4 separate regions of the Mus musculus genome follow, and regions 1, 3 and 4 are each linked to region 2. The links are chromatin contacts, called in public HiChIP or PLAC-seq maps. All regions are on one chromosome and are shown on one strand. Each heading gives the region's core, a stretch centred on a gene start, on an enhancer-like site or on the middle of the called end of the contact. The rest is flanking DNA. Distances are from core to core; before and after follow the strand shown.

What was found. HiChIP or PLAC-seq counts read pairs in DNA pulled down with a chosen protein or histone mark.
Region 1: an H3K4me3 HiChIP or PLAC-seq map of stem cell-derived neural progenitor cells shows a contact between it and region 2, with 4 times the contacts expected there. The contact joins two enhancer-like sites. A contact is called at or near these places in 1 of 484 Hi-C or Micro-C datasets (epidermal suprabasal cells), 14 of 115 datasets of contacts at active chromatin or transcription factors (acute myeloid leukemia, cardiomyocytes, embryonic basal ganglia and 8 more) and 1 of 9 other capture datasets (embryonic stem cells).
Region 3: an H3K4me3 HiChIP or PLAC-seq map of embryonic midbrain shows a contact between it and region 2, with 4 times the contacts expected there. The contact joins two enhancer-like sites. A contact is called at or near these places in 4 of 115 datasets of contacts at active chromatin or transcription factors (astrocytes, embryonic basal ganglia, embryonic midbrain and 1 more).
Region 4: a contact with region 2 is called in an H3K4me3 HiChIP or PLAC-seq map of bone marrow-derived macrophages, with 3 times the contacts expected there. The contact joins two enhancer-like sites. A contact is called at or near these places in 8 of 39 promoter capture datasets (the 3T3-L1 cell line, cranial neural crest, frontonasal cranial neural crest and 5 more), 4 of 484 Hi-C or Micro-C datasets (LSK cells, embryonic fibroblasts, forebrain and 1 more) and 11 of 115 datasets of contacts at active chromatin or transcription factors (T-cell acute lymphoblastic leukemia, acute myeloid leukemia, bone marrow-derived macrophages and 8 more).

What each region holds. Positions count from the first base shown.
Region 1 is chr14:118,472,556-118,475,255 of GRCm38.p6, forward strand. No RefSeq gene overlaps it. Among named protein-coding and RNA genes, the nearest start is that of 1700044C05Rik, 110 kb to the left of the region's middle. Within about 2 kb of position 1,371, at least 50 of the 459 cell types and tissues checked have an H3K27ac peak or open chromatin away from gene starts, as enhancers often do. A contact at or near this core is called in embryonic basal ganglia and stem cell-derived neural progenitor cells, where this site is marked.
Region 2 is chr14:118,179,189-118,181,988 of GRCm38.p6, forward strand. It overlaps the pseudogene Gm4674. Among named protein-coding and RNA genes, the nearest start is that of 4933431J24Rik, 30 kb to the right of the region's middle. Within about 2 kb of position 1,298, at least 213 of the 459 cell types and tissues checked have an H3K27ac peak or open chromatin away from gene starts, as enhancers often do. A contact at or near this core is called in bone marrow-derived macrophages, embryonic basal ganglia and stem cell-derived neural progenitor cells, where this site is marked.
Region 3 is chr14:118,541,837-118,544,536 of GRCm38.p6, forward strand. All of the region lies in intron 20 of Abcc4 (ATP-binding cassette, sub-family C (CFTR/MRP), member 4), which reads right to left. Among named protein-coding and RNA genes, the nearest start is that of Mir6391, 49 kb to the right of the region's middle. Within about 2 kb of position 1,350, at least 17 of the 459 cell types and tissues checked have an H3K27ac peak or open chromatin away from gene starts, as enhancers often do.
Region 4 is chr14:118,576,749-118,579,448 of GRCm38.p6, forward strand. All of the region lies in intron 19 of Abcc4 (ATP-binding cassette, sub-family C (CFTR/MRP), member 4), which reads right to left. Among named protein-coding and RNA genes, the nearest start is that of Mir6391, 14 kb to the right of the region's middle. Within about 2 kb of position 1,378, at least 11 of the 459 cell types and tissues checked have an H3K27ac peak or open chromatin away from gene starts, as enhancers often do. A contact at or near this core is called in bone marrow-derived macrophages, where this site is marked.

The DNA.
Region 1 (2,700 bases), core at 121-2,620, 290 kb after region 2:
TATGTATGTATGCATGTATGTATGTGTGTGTGTGTGTATTTAAAGTTAGCTCATGTCCTCCCCTCTGTTTCCATCTCTTCCTTAGAGTACATTCCTGGCTACAACAGAGAGACTCAAGTAAGGCACATCCCATACTGCATCTGTTCAATTATCATGGTAGTCCTTCAAGTTTCTACAATTTGCTATGATTTTCAACCTCTACACGATTTATTCTTTAACCTACACCAGTTTCTGACTTTTTAAAAGATTTATTTATTTATTTCATATATGTGAGTACACTGTCACTGTCTTCAGACACAACAGAAGAGGGCATGGGATCCCCATTACAGATGGTTGTGAGCTACCATGTGGTTGCTGGAAATTGAACTCAGGACCTCTGGAAGAGCAGTCAGTGCTCTTAACCACTGAGCCATCTCTCCATCCTTCCCCCTCCCCCCCCCCCTCCCCCAGTTTCGGATTCTTGTTTGTCCTCCTTGGATCCATTCTTCATAGTGGCACACTAAAATTGTGTCCCAAAGACAAAACAAAGCAAACAAGCACAACAGAAAGAAAAAAGAAGAAATCGAATCCGGGCTGCAGAAGATGCTAATAGTTGAAGCACTTGTCAGCAAACATAAGAATTGAACTCTGGGTCTCTAGAATCCACAGACATGCTTAGTTGGCACGGCAACCTCCCTGCAATTCCAGCGCAGCAGGAGTGGACAAGAATCCCCAGAGCAAACTGACTGCACAGACTAGCCAGACTGGGGAAATTCTGGGTTTAATTGAGAGACCCCCTACCTCACTGAAAAAGACGGAGAGTAATAATAGATAACAGTATATGTCAGCTTTTGGGCTTCATCTGCACAAAACTCAAGTGTATAAGCGTGTGCGTGCGTGCGCGCGCGCGCACACACACACATGCGCATGCACGTACACAAGGCACCTTTGCAGGCCTGTAGGAAGTGGGGCTGACTATCATCATGAGCACACCTACAAGTCTGATCTCCTTAAACTGTGTCCAAGCTAGTCTCTGCCCACTGCAAGGCACTTATTTCATTCATTCTTTTCATGAGATGCAAAAACATAGTTCTAGAAAAGGCTACGTTCAGACCAGACCAAAAGTTCATACTCAAGCAGCACCAACGTAGCCAGAATCAGGTGTGTCTACAAAGCTGCTTTAGAGGCAGAACGCCCACCGCCCTTGCTGGTGCCACCTTGTCACTTGTGGAAGACACTTTTTAGAGAAGGTAGAAGTCCCTGCTTGGTCCTGGGCCTCCCGTGGGAACGCGCCAGCCATTGCTCTCCTCAAGGGCTGGGGCCGTGCCACCTCCCGGCCCTCAGGGTGCGGAGCCCGGTGCCTGTGATCGCGCGCCAGGGAGCAGGCGGGTTCCCGTGCTGGCCGGCCGAGGGCGGCGCCTGTGATCTGCAGCCAGGGAGCGCGCGGGGCGTCCCCGGAGACCCTGTGATCGCGCGCCAAGCGCATCCCCGACCTAGCGCGCGCGCGCGCGCGCACTGTCTGCCCGGAGCTCCCGCTGAAAGTGTCCCCGGATGAAAGGGAAGGGGAAGCGGGCTCAAGCCGGAGAACTAGGTCTGGTGAGTCCTCTGAAGCCTAGCATCCTGCTCTTTACAAACGAGGCACCCCCAAACCTTCCTTAATGCCCTTTCCGTTGCCTGATGGAAACAGGAGACGCTTGCCCTAAGCAACGAAAAATGCTCTTGGAGATGCTTGTCTCGAAAAGATGCTCTTGGAGATGCAAAGGAGATCGCATCTCTTCTGGTGTCCAGTTAGAGAAAGTTCTGCCTGGCTTGGTATTGTGATTCGCGAGGTGATAATCAAACAGGTGTGAATAGTTTAGCATCAAAGAACCGTTTCTTTCTAGAACGGCTCCCTCTGCTGATTGAAGGAAGACAAAAGCCTCCATTAGCATAGGGTGTGCAAAGCCACCTGTTCAAATAACTCTGCCAAACAGAGCAAACCAGCCTTGGAAAGAAAAGAACCCCAGAGCAGTGCAAATATTCGCAGCAAAGTTGAAGGATTAAGCTGATCACAGTCGCAAGCTGGGAGGAGGAGGTGTTTCCCGTTCGTAATAAAAGCTTGCAAGGGTTATTTTTAGCAGCCTGTTTGATTCCATTAGATGAGGCGATAGCAGCTTTCATGGTCTTGTCAAAATAAAATTATGGGAGAAAAACTTAGTCTGCCCTAACTAATCCGGCAAACGTTTCTGTTTGGAAATTCTGATTTCAGGTCATGGGTGAACAGATAGGGTTCTGCCCAGAAACAATGGTACAGCGCAGGCCAATCTGTGTCTGCGATTGTTGGACCTGTTGCCTCCCATTCCAAGAAAACAAAACCGCGATTTCATCAGCATCGATTTTTAATATTTTTGAAATGTTATTTTACATTTGTTTTGTGTCGCAAGAGAGAAGCGTGGGAAGGAGTGGGAGAGCAGCCGAGAAAGGAGCCAAGAGAAACTTGACTTTGGGGCGAGTGGGTGGGAGATCAAAGGATGAAATGGTGGCAGAGCGGGTGGAGGAGAATCGGAGCCCAGCATTATGGGAACAGCACATTGGCACGAGGGGGAGGGGGGACGAAGAAGGAGGAGGGCGGGCCTGGGTAAGAAGGGTGATTCTAGCAAAGAAGGGGCTAGGACCAGTCTGTGGTCCTAACAAGAAGCCTCCACTCTGGGTCCTGCTGTTTAGAGGACCCCCACCAGCTCT
Region 2 (2,800 bases), core at 48-2,547:
TAATGTCACTAACTCCCAGGACTGCTGTAGGGGTTGTGGACGGCGTTGCCTCCTTGGCTCTGTGCTCAGATATATAGAGCCTAAAGGGTGTACAGAATTGTGAGTGAACCCAAGGTTATTACTAATCTACCATTCATGGAGATAAAATTTAAATGGCCTGAGATGAAATGTTTGTTTTAAATGATCATACATATGTGATTAAAACAGAAGGTAGGTGTGGCTGGAAGGCATTCAAGATTCTGTCTAACTTACACACGACTGAATTCCAACTTACTCCCACACAAAGTAAACTTTTACATCTCTTGCCTAGCCTGTGAGCTTTATAGATCTTTGAAAAGATTAGTGTTTAAGACTTACTCAGAAGCCAGTTTTTTTTAAAAAGTCCCCCCAGGGGCAAGGTAGAGTGAATAAAGTTGGGCTTATTTATTTATTTATTTATTTATTTATTTTTGTTAGTTTTAACATGGAAACTGTCTTCTTCTTGGGTACACCATGCATGTTGTAATTCACATTCGTCATCAGATTCGTGCACTGCGATCAATTTTATTTTATTCTCTAAAGGTGTGGGGCTTTGTGGGCATAAATGACTTTCAATGGTTGTGAAAGTTTCTCTTACCAAGCTTACAGTCCTGTGATACAGGTTTGAACTCTGTCTCTGACAGTTTCTCAGAAGTGTGTATTAGAGAGTAGGTCATGAGGCTAGCCTGAGAACTGGAGACGGACCACATTCCTGCCAGAAAGAATTCAGGTTTTAAGTGCAGAGCAAACATTACAGATTATGACTTCCATTTAGATTTTGTTACTTTCTGAATTATAAACGCCCTTCCCAAGAGCGACATCCCTCTGCCTGCTCTTCAGCTTCTGAGAAGTCATCTCCCAAATCTGCCATTTTTTCATGTTATCCAGTAAGCGGCTTCACGGGACAAAAAAAGTCACTGCTTGCTCTCAACCTGATGTCGCCCCCACCCCCACCCCACCCCACCCCACCCCAGGGTTCTGCTTTAAAGCGGGCGGGCGGGCTTTATTTCCTGCCCTTTGTCTTCTCAAAGCTCCTCCTTGACTCTGTATCACACTGCTGCTTTGGTGTTTCTGATTCTTGATCGCGCTCCACCACCGGCTCAAGCTTCCACTGAGTTTCAACAGCTGCGACATGTCTAAACTGCATTATCTTGCAACTGTTGGCTCCGGTGAGAACGAGAAAGGAGCCAAGTGACTAAAACAAAACATTTCACCGGGTTCCTATGGATACGCCCTGCCACCAGGAAGCGCGCGCTGGGCGGGGCTGACTCCTTCAGCCTCCGATGGCCTCTTCTGCGTGTTGCGTCCTTTGAGCATTCTGTAATGAGTGCCCGGGTAGAACCAGAGAATCTGATGACTGCAGTCACAGCATTAAAGGTGTGCCTTTTCGCCTATAAACCCACTCTTAAATAGGTTATTGTGTTTGAAGTGATTTACTACAATCGTTAAGAGACAAAATATGAATATTGAACAAGCGTTGTGCAAACCAAAGTGGGAAATGGTATACATTATGTAGCAGAGTAATCAGGAAATCACGAATATGCATCCCAATGAGGGTGAAGTCGCAGGGCAGATTGGAAAGACTTTCTTTATTGCAGGTTGAACCTGCGCAGAGCCCAGCACCGGTGATAATGGTGCTTGCGTTCCTTTGCATCTGATTTTTAGGGACCTCCGTGTCACTGTGGCTTCCTCTATGTGTTCAGGTTTTAGTTTTAATATATTTGCTTTGAGTTTGGCTTTGTCTTAGTGAGAAAACGCTGCAAGACACAAGTGTAAGCGTGCTGGATGCCCCTGAGTTACTGGTGGCTGGGGCGGAGCCAGGCAGGGAATAGGCTGTCCTGGAGGGAAGATCAGCTTCTACGTCACTTTAAAGGGAAATGCTTTTAAATCTCCATACACATGGTGGATTTTTTTTTTCTGGGTGTTTTCTATAGTTGGCCTTTTCTATGAGCTCTTCCTGCATAATTTTTTAAAATAAATTTTTGCCCATAATACATATGGGAAATATATGTCCTACTTAGTCACTAGCCGTTCAGTTCTGCATATAGAGGAGAAATGTAAAGTTTTTGTGTTGTCACCTATATGAGTATGTCTTTAGTGTTCTTCAGTACTATAATATTTCAATTATATGTATATTTTACTCACTAATTCCAGGATTTTGTGTTTTCTTTTTACAATTAATTATTTTTTTTAACTAAAAGAGCTGATGATTTTATTTTCACATTTCACATTTCACAATATAAGTGAAAACTGCACTTTTTTGTATTATTTCTCTCTCCAAAAATATTCAGTTAGGAAGGGAAGTTTCCTTTCCATGCATCTAGTAAACACTCAGGCTCAGCACCAAGAGCTCCTGGTGGAACAGAACAAGAAATACAAAACCATCAAGAGCGCTTCTGCTCTTATCTGTCTGGCCGGGTCATGCCAGGCCGGGTGGGCACCATCATAGGGCGGGCAGGAGGTCTTATCATGGGAGGCCCGGGCATCATGGGCATGTGGCCTCCCATGGGTGGTCTCATCCCAGGAGCTGGTCCCACGGTCATCATTCCGGGCGGAGGGGGGGCCCATCATTGACATCATGGGAGGGCCTCCCATGTGGGGCGCAGGCATCATGCCAGGCCGAGGAGGGCCCGGGAGACTGGGGGGAGGTGGGATCATGGCCCCTGCAGGCGGAGGAGCAGAGACCGGAGCGGAGGGATCTTCCCTTGTTGAAATGCAGCCGTTGTCTTGTCAGTCAGGCTCTGGGCCTGCTCTTCCATCCATTTCTGGTAATAGTCTTTCA
Region 3 (2,700 bases), core at 100-2,599, 360 kb after region 2:
AGCTAATGGGGTGCAGCGTGTGCTGCCGAGCCTGAAAACCTCCATTTCTTCTCCGGAACCTACATGGCAGAAGAGAGAGCTGATTTTCACAAGCATGCTCCTGCACACACACGCAATAAGTGTAGACAAACAACAACGACAACAAAATCCTGGGCTGGAGAGATGGCTCAGTGGTTAAGAGCACTGACTGCTCTTCCAGAGGTCCTGAGTTCAATTCCCAGCACCCACATGGTGGTTCCCAACCATTCATAATGGGATCCGATGCCCTCTTCTGGTGTGTCTGAAGAGAGCCACAGTGTACTCATACATAAATCTTAAAAAAAAAAAAAACATAAAATAGGAAGTGTGCGATTTTAATAAAATTGAAGCAACCAGAACACCAGAACACAGACAAAAATGGATACAAGCAAGAACAGCGAGATAATGGAACTCTAGAAGTCTCCACCACTTTACTCTCTGCCTTAACAACTGTGTAGGATGGCTGACGGTGGGAGAGCCCACAGGGGTGGGGGTGCGGAGGCACAGTGAAGACCTCTATTCTTTGACCACACACACCACCCAGCCATGTTAGCTTATAAAGTTTTGTGCTCCTGTAGAACACCACCAGGCTTGATTTAAAAAACAAAATTGTTCAGTTTTGTTGTTGTTGTTTGTTTTGTTTTTTTTGTTTTTTGTTTTTTTTTTTTTTTTTTTTTGCTCTTTACGTCTTCATTGCCTTCTTGCTAAACTACAACCATTATCGCCAGAGCACACATGCTGGGACAAATTGCCTACAAGCCTGGGAGAATCCCCAGTGACTGTCACCACACTACCAAGTGTGGTGCTAACTCTCTGACTGGCAAAAATCCCAAACTTCTCCTCTTCCAGGAATAGTAGTCAGGGGGCCTCATGAACGATACCAACCGATCACATGGGCTGCCTGGGTTATGTGTTGGTCAATATTGCCAGTACCTGCTATCGTCAGCTCGACTGTCTACGATCAGGGGGCACACCTCAGTCAGGCAGCTGGCACAGTGCTATCTCTGAGGCTGGCATTTCCAGGTGATTAATTATTCCCTCCTTGCAAATGCACCAAATAAAACCTCTTTTGTTGATTTCCAAAAGCATGAAAAACACTCTGATTCGGTTAAAAAATGGATGAGTTTACTTTTAAAGAATGAGATCTTTGAAAACCAGGGTGAGGCAACCTACCTAACACCGTCCTTTGTCTGAGAGGAATTGGAAGGTGGGAGTAGGCCGAGCAAACCATAGAAATCTCAGAATGACGAAGTCATTGTCCTGGGTGCTTTCTACACACTTCCCCTGACATCTCCACACAAAGCCGTGCAAGGGTCAGTGGGACCAGACAAGTCCGGGCAGTTCCACCCCTGGGCTTCTATAAAAGCCAGTGACCCAGCCTATTATCCCCAAGTCCTAGGCTGGCTTTGTTCCCCATATCCAGATGCAGTAGCTTTTGCTCATCCTGCACCCCCAGGAAGAAGGGACTGGGGACGGCTCCTTCGCGTCCTTTGGCTTGGCATTTTCACTTCATAAAGCAGAAGTCAATGTGTCTATGTGCAGGGAGGAGGGGAGGTGCGTTCAGTGGTGGTCTCCACTACTGCCCGCACTGGTGGCTAGAGTAGCCTTAGGATTAGTCCTTTGTGTGCCATGAAAGGGTAGGAAAAGTCAGTTATTTAAGCTCAGTCAAGTTGTTGGCCTGCTTTCTTTTTCTCTTTTTTCTCCCTTTCTCCCTTTCTCCCTTTCTCCCTTTCTTTCTTTCTCTCTCTCTCTCTTTCTTTCTTTCTTTCTTTCTTTCTTTCTTTCTTTCTTTCTTTCTTTCTTTCTCTCTCTCTCTCTCTCTCTCTCTCTCTCTCTCTCTCTTTCTTTCTGATGAGGATGTGAAGTGAAGAAGAATGGCTTTGCAACGAAGCTCTAAATCATTGGCAGCGTTTTGCAGAACGCAGCTGTGTGCAAGTTTGCACACTCAGAAGTACACCCCCCCCCCTCAACCCCACTAAATAATGACAAGTCACTACATTTTCAATTGCTTTGTTCGGAAGTGGGCATGTTAGCTGCCAGAATTCCAGATAAGTGAGACACTTTGCTCGATGCTACTGGGGACCACGGAAGCTTTGGGAATAGTCCAGAGATTACATTAGTATGAAATATTTACTGCTCAATGATCTGTTCTGAAAACAACAGACCCTGATCATGTGGCACAGAATGGGAAATAGCCACTAAAATGATAAGCACTCACAAACCCAACATCTTCCATACAAGCTCACGAGCTGGGACTTGGGTCTGGTCTGTGTCAGACAGTTACCTCAATGGAACACAAGAGAGCAGACGATGATCACTGTTACCAATTTATTTGTCTCGCTTAGAGATAATATTATATTTTAAAAGAAGCATATCCTTTGTTACTTGAATGAGTTTTGCTGGAGTGTCACTGAGGGGAGGGGGTGTGGCTCAGTGGTGGGGCAGGTGCCCAGCTCTGGATTAGATCCCCAGACCTGGGGGGGGCAGTGGGCCGTGTAGGGGACAGGGTCCGGGGGTGTTCAGCCAAAGACCTATCACTCTATCCGCAACTCTATCTGCTTGAGAAAATGAGGTAGAAAGGTTATTTGAGCCCAAGAATTCCGAGACAGCCTATACAATGTATCAGAATCTTACTTCTAAAACAAAACTAAACTGAAGGAAGAGAATTTTGCTGGCACGCTG
Region 4 (2,700 bases), core at 128-2,627, 400 kb after region 2:
TTCCCTGATCAAATCAGAACACATATAGTCCTTGGCCCTTTAGGGGCAATGTTCTTTCCAACTAAGCCTCACTTCTTTATGACCTTCCATTGAGATACATGGCTACTTCTATTTGCTTTCTGTTGTGATAAAATACTCTGACCAAAGGCAACTTGAGGAGGGAAGGGTTAATTTTGTTATTTTCACATAAAACTTCCCAGTCACAGTCCATCATTTGAGGACAGAAACTCAAGGCAAGAGCCACTAGACGGCTAATCTCTCCCTTGCATCCTGCTACAAGTTTTTTTATACAGCCTAGATGGGTCTGCCTAGGGATGGTGCCGCCCACAGTGGGCTGGACCCTCCCATGTCTATCACCTGTCAAGGCAACTCCTCACAGACTTGACCATAGGCCAATTGGATTGAGGCGATTCTTCAGTTGAGGCTCCCCCTTCCCAGGTAGCTTTAGGTTGGTTGTGTCAAGTTGACAATAACAACTAATCAGGAGAGTCACCTGGCTTTTGTCCAGGTCTAGTGCGTGTCCTCAACAAAGCATAAAGGGTCAAAGGGTCAAAGAACTGAAGACTTCTGAGGCTTCTATTAAGAAAGAGGCTCAAATTGAGGATGAATTAAGTTCTATATCCAATCTCTCCAACTAAATTGTAGGTCACAGAAGGTAGAAGACCTTCCCCAACCCTATTCCTATCAGCGCGTAAATAATGAATTTTAGTAAACACACAAAAGGACTCTTAGGAATGAGGCTGAAGAGGAGAAACTGAAGTCTTACACAGGCCTGCTGCCTCAGATTAACAAATGAGACACCGGCTGTTCACCTGCTAACGGATGGAGCGTTTAGAACTTAGGAATTTGTAATTTTAAAATGGAAACTATTTTCTTACTACTTTTTCTGATGCTATGATAAAACACGCCAGCAAAGGCAACTTCGTCAGTTAAGAACTCACATGTGCTTGCAGTTTGAGGGTTTAGTCCATCAATGTGAGGGAGCCAAGGGGCAGAAGCTCAGAGCAGTGGGTCATACCACATCCACCTTCAGAAGCCATCCCAGTTCAGGATCCCACCCAGTGAACAGGGCTTCCCATACAGGGCGGGTCTTTCCATTTCTATTGATGTAATCAAGATAAACCCCATAGACATGCCCAGTGGTCTGTCTCCAAGGTGGGTTTTGATTCTATCAGCTTGGCAATGAGCACTGATGTGTGGTCGCTTGAATGAGAAATGTCCCCATAGGCTCATGGGCTTAAATATCTGGTCCCTGTTGGTGGTGATGTTTAGGGATGGTCATGGGACCTTTAGAAGAGATGACCCTGATGGGGGAAGTTCATCACTTGGGGTAAGCTTTAAGAGCTGTAACCTTGACCCACTTCCTGTTCTCCGTTTCCTGTGTGCTGTGTGAAGGATCCTGCTGCTTTGGGCTCCTGCCATCTGCCGAGATTTTCACCCCATGACTGTCATGGTGTTTTATCACAGCAACCACAAGTAATACAGCATCAAACATAAAAGAAACGAAAATGCGCTTTCCAAAAGCACAGAAAGTCATAATTAAGTCATGTACTTACGTTTTCTTTTTTTTTTATTTTAATTTTTTTATTAGGTATTTCCTTCATTTACATTTCAAATGCTATCCCAAAAGTCCCCAATACCCTTCCCCCACCCTGTTCCCCTACCCACCCACTCCCACTTCTTAGCCCTGGCATTCCCCTGTACTGGGGCATATAAAGTTTGCTAGACCAAGGGGCCTCTCTTCCCAGTGATGGCCAACTAGACTAGGCCATCTTCTGATACATATGCAGCTAGAGACAAGAGCTCCGGGGTCCTGGTTAGTTCATATTGTTGTTCCTCCATAGGGTTGCAGATACCTTTAGCTCCTTGGGTACTTTCTCTAGCTTCTCCATTGGTGGCCCTGTGATCCATCCAATAGATGACTGCGAGCATTCTGTTCTATTTTGCCAGGCACTGGCAAAGCCTCACAAGAGACAGCTATATCAGGGTCCTTTCAGCAAAGTCTTGCTGGCATATGCAATAGTGCCTGCGTTTGGTGGCCGATTATGGGACGGACCCCCGGGTGGGGTAGTCTCTGGGGTAGTCCATCCTTTCGTCTTAGCTCCAAACTTTGTGTTTTGTGTTGTGCTGTGTTTTATCACAGCAACAAGCAGTACAACATCAAAACATAAAAGAAACGAAAATGCACTTTCCAAAAGCACAAAAAGTAATAATTAAGTCATGTACTTACGTTTTCTAAATAAGAAATTAAAAAAAAATAGCTAATATTAGCTTTCTATCCCATCGTTTACTGCTTATGAAAAACTACAAGGGAAAAAACAGAGACCAAGTTATCTAACTCTGAACACTTGGTTTTTGAGGGTTCACACTCCCAGAGACTGCTTTTCCCCCAAACACGTCGACCTCTCCAGAGCACAGAACAGTGAGGACAAAGCCCTGAGCCTCACCTTCATCTGCGGCTTTAGCAACCTACGGTCTTTAAATGGAACATTCCAGAAACAAATAATTCAAACTTTTAAATGCTTTTAATCATAGTACATTATCATCACTCTTCTGTTCTGTTGTTAGCTATTGTTGCTTATCTCTCTCGGTACATATTCCACAAATTAAACTTTCTTGTAAATATAAAATGAGGGAGTGACCGGCCAGCGAAATGAGTAACGAGATAATTTGTTCTTTCTGAGTAAAGGACAAGGAGCC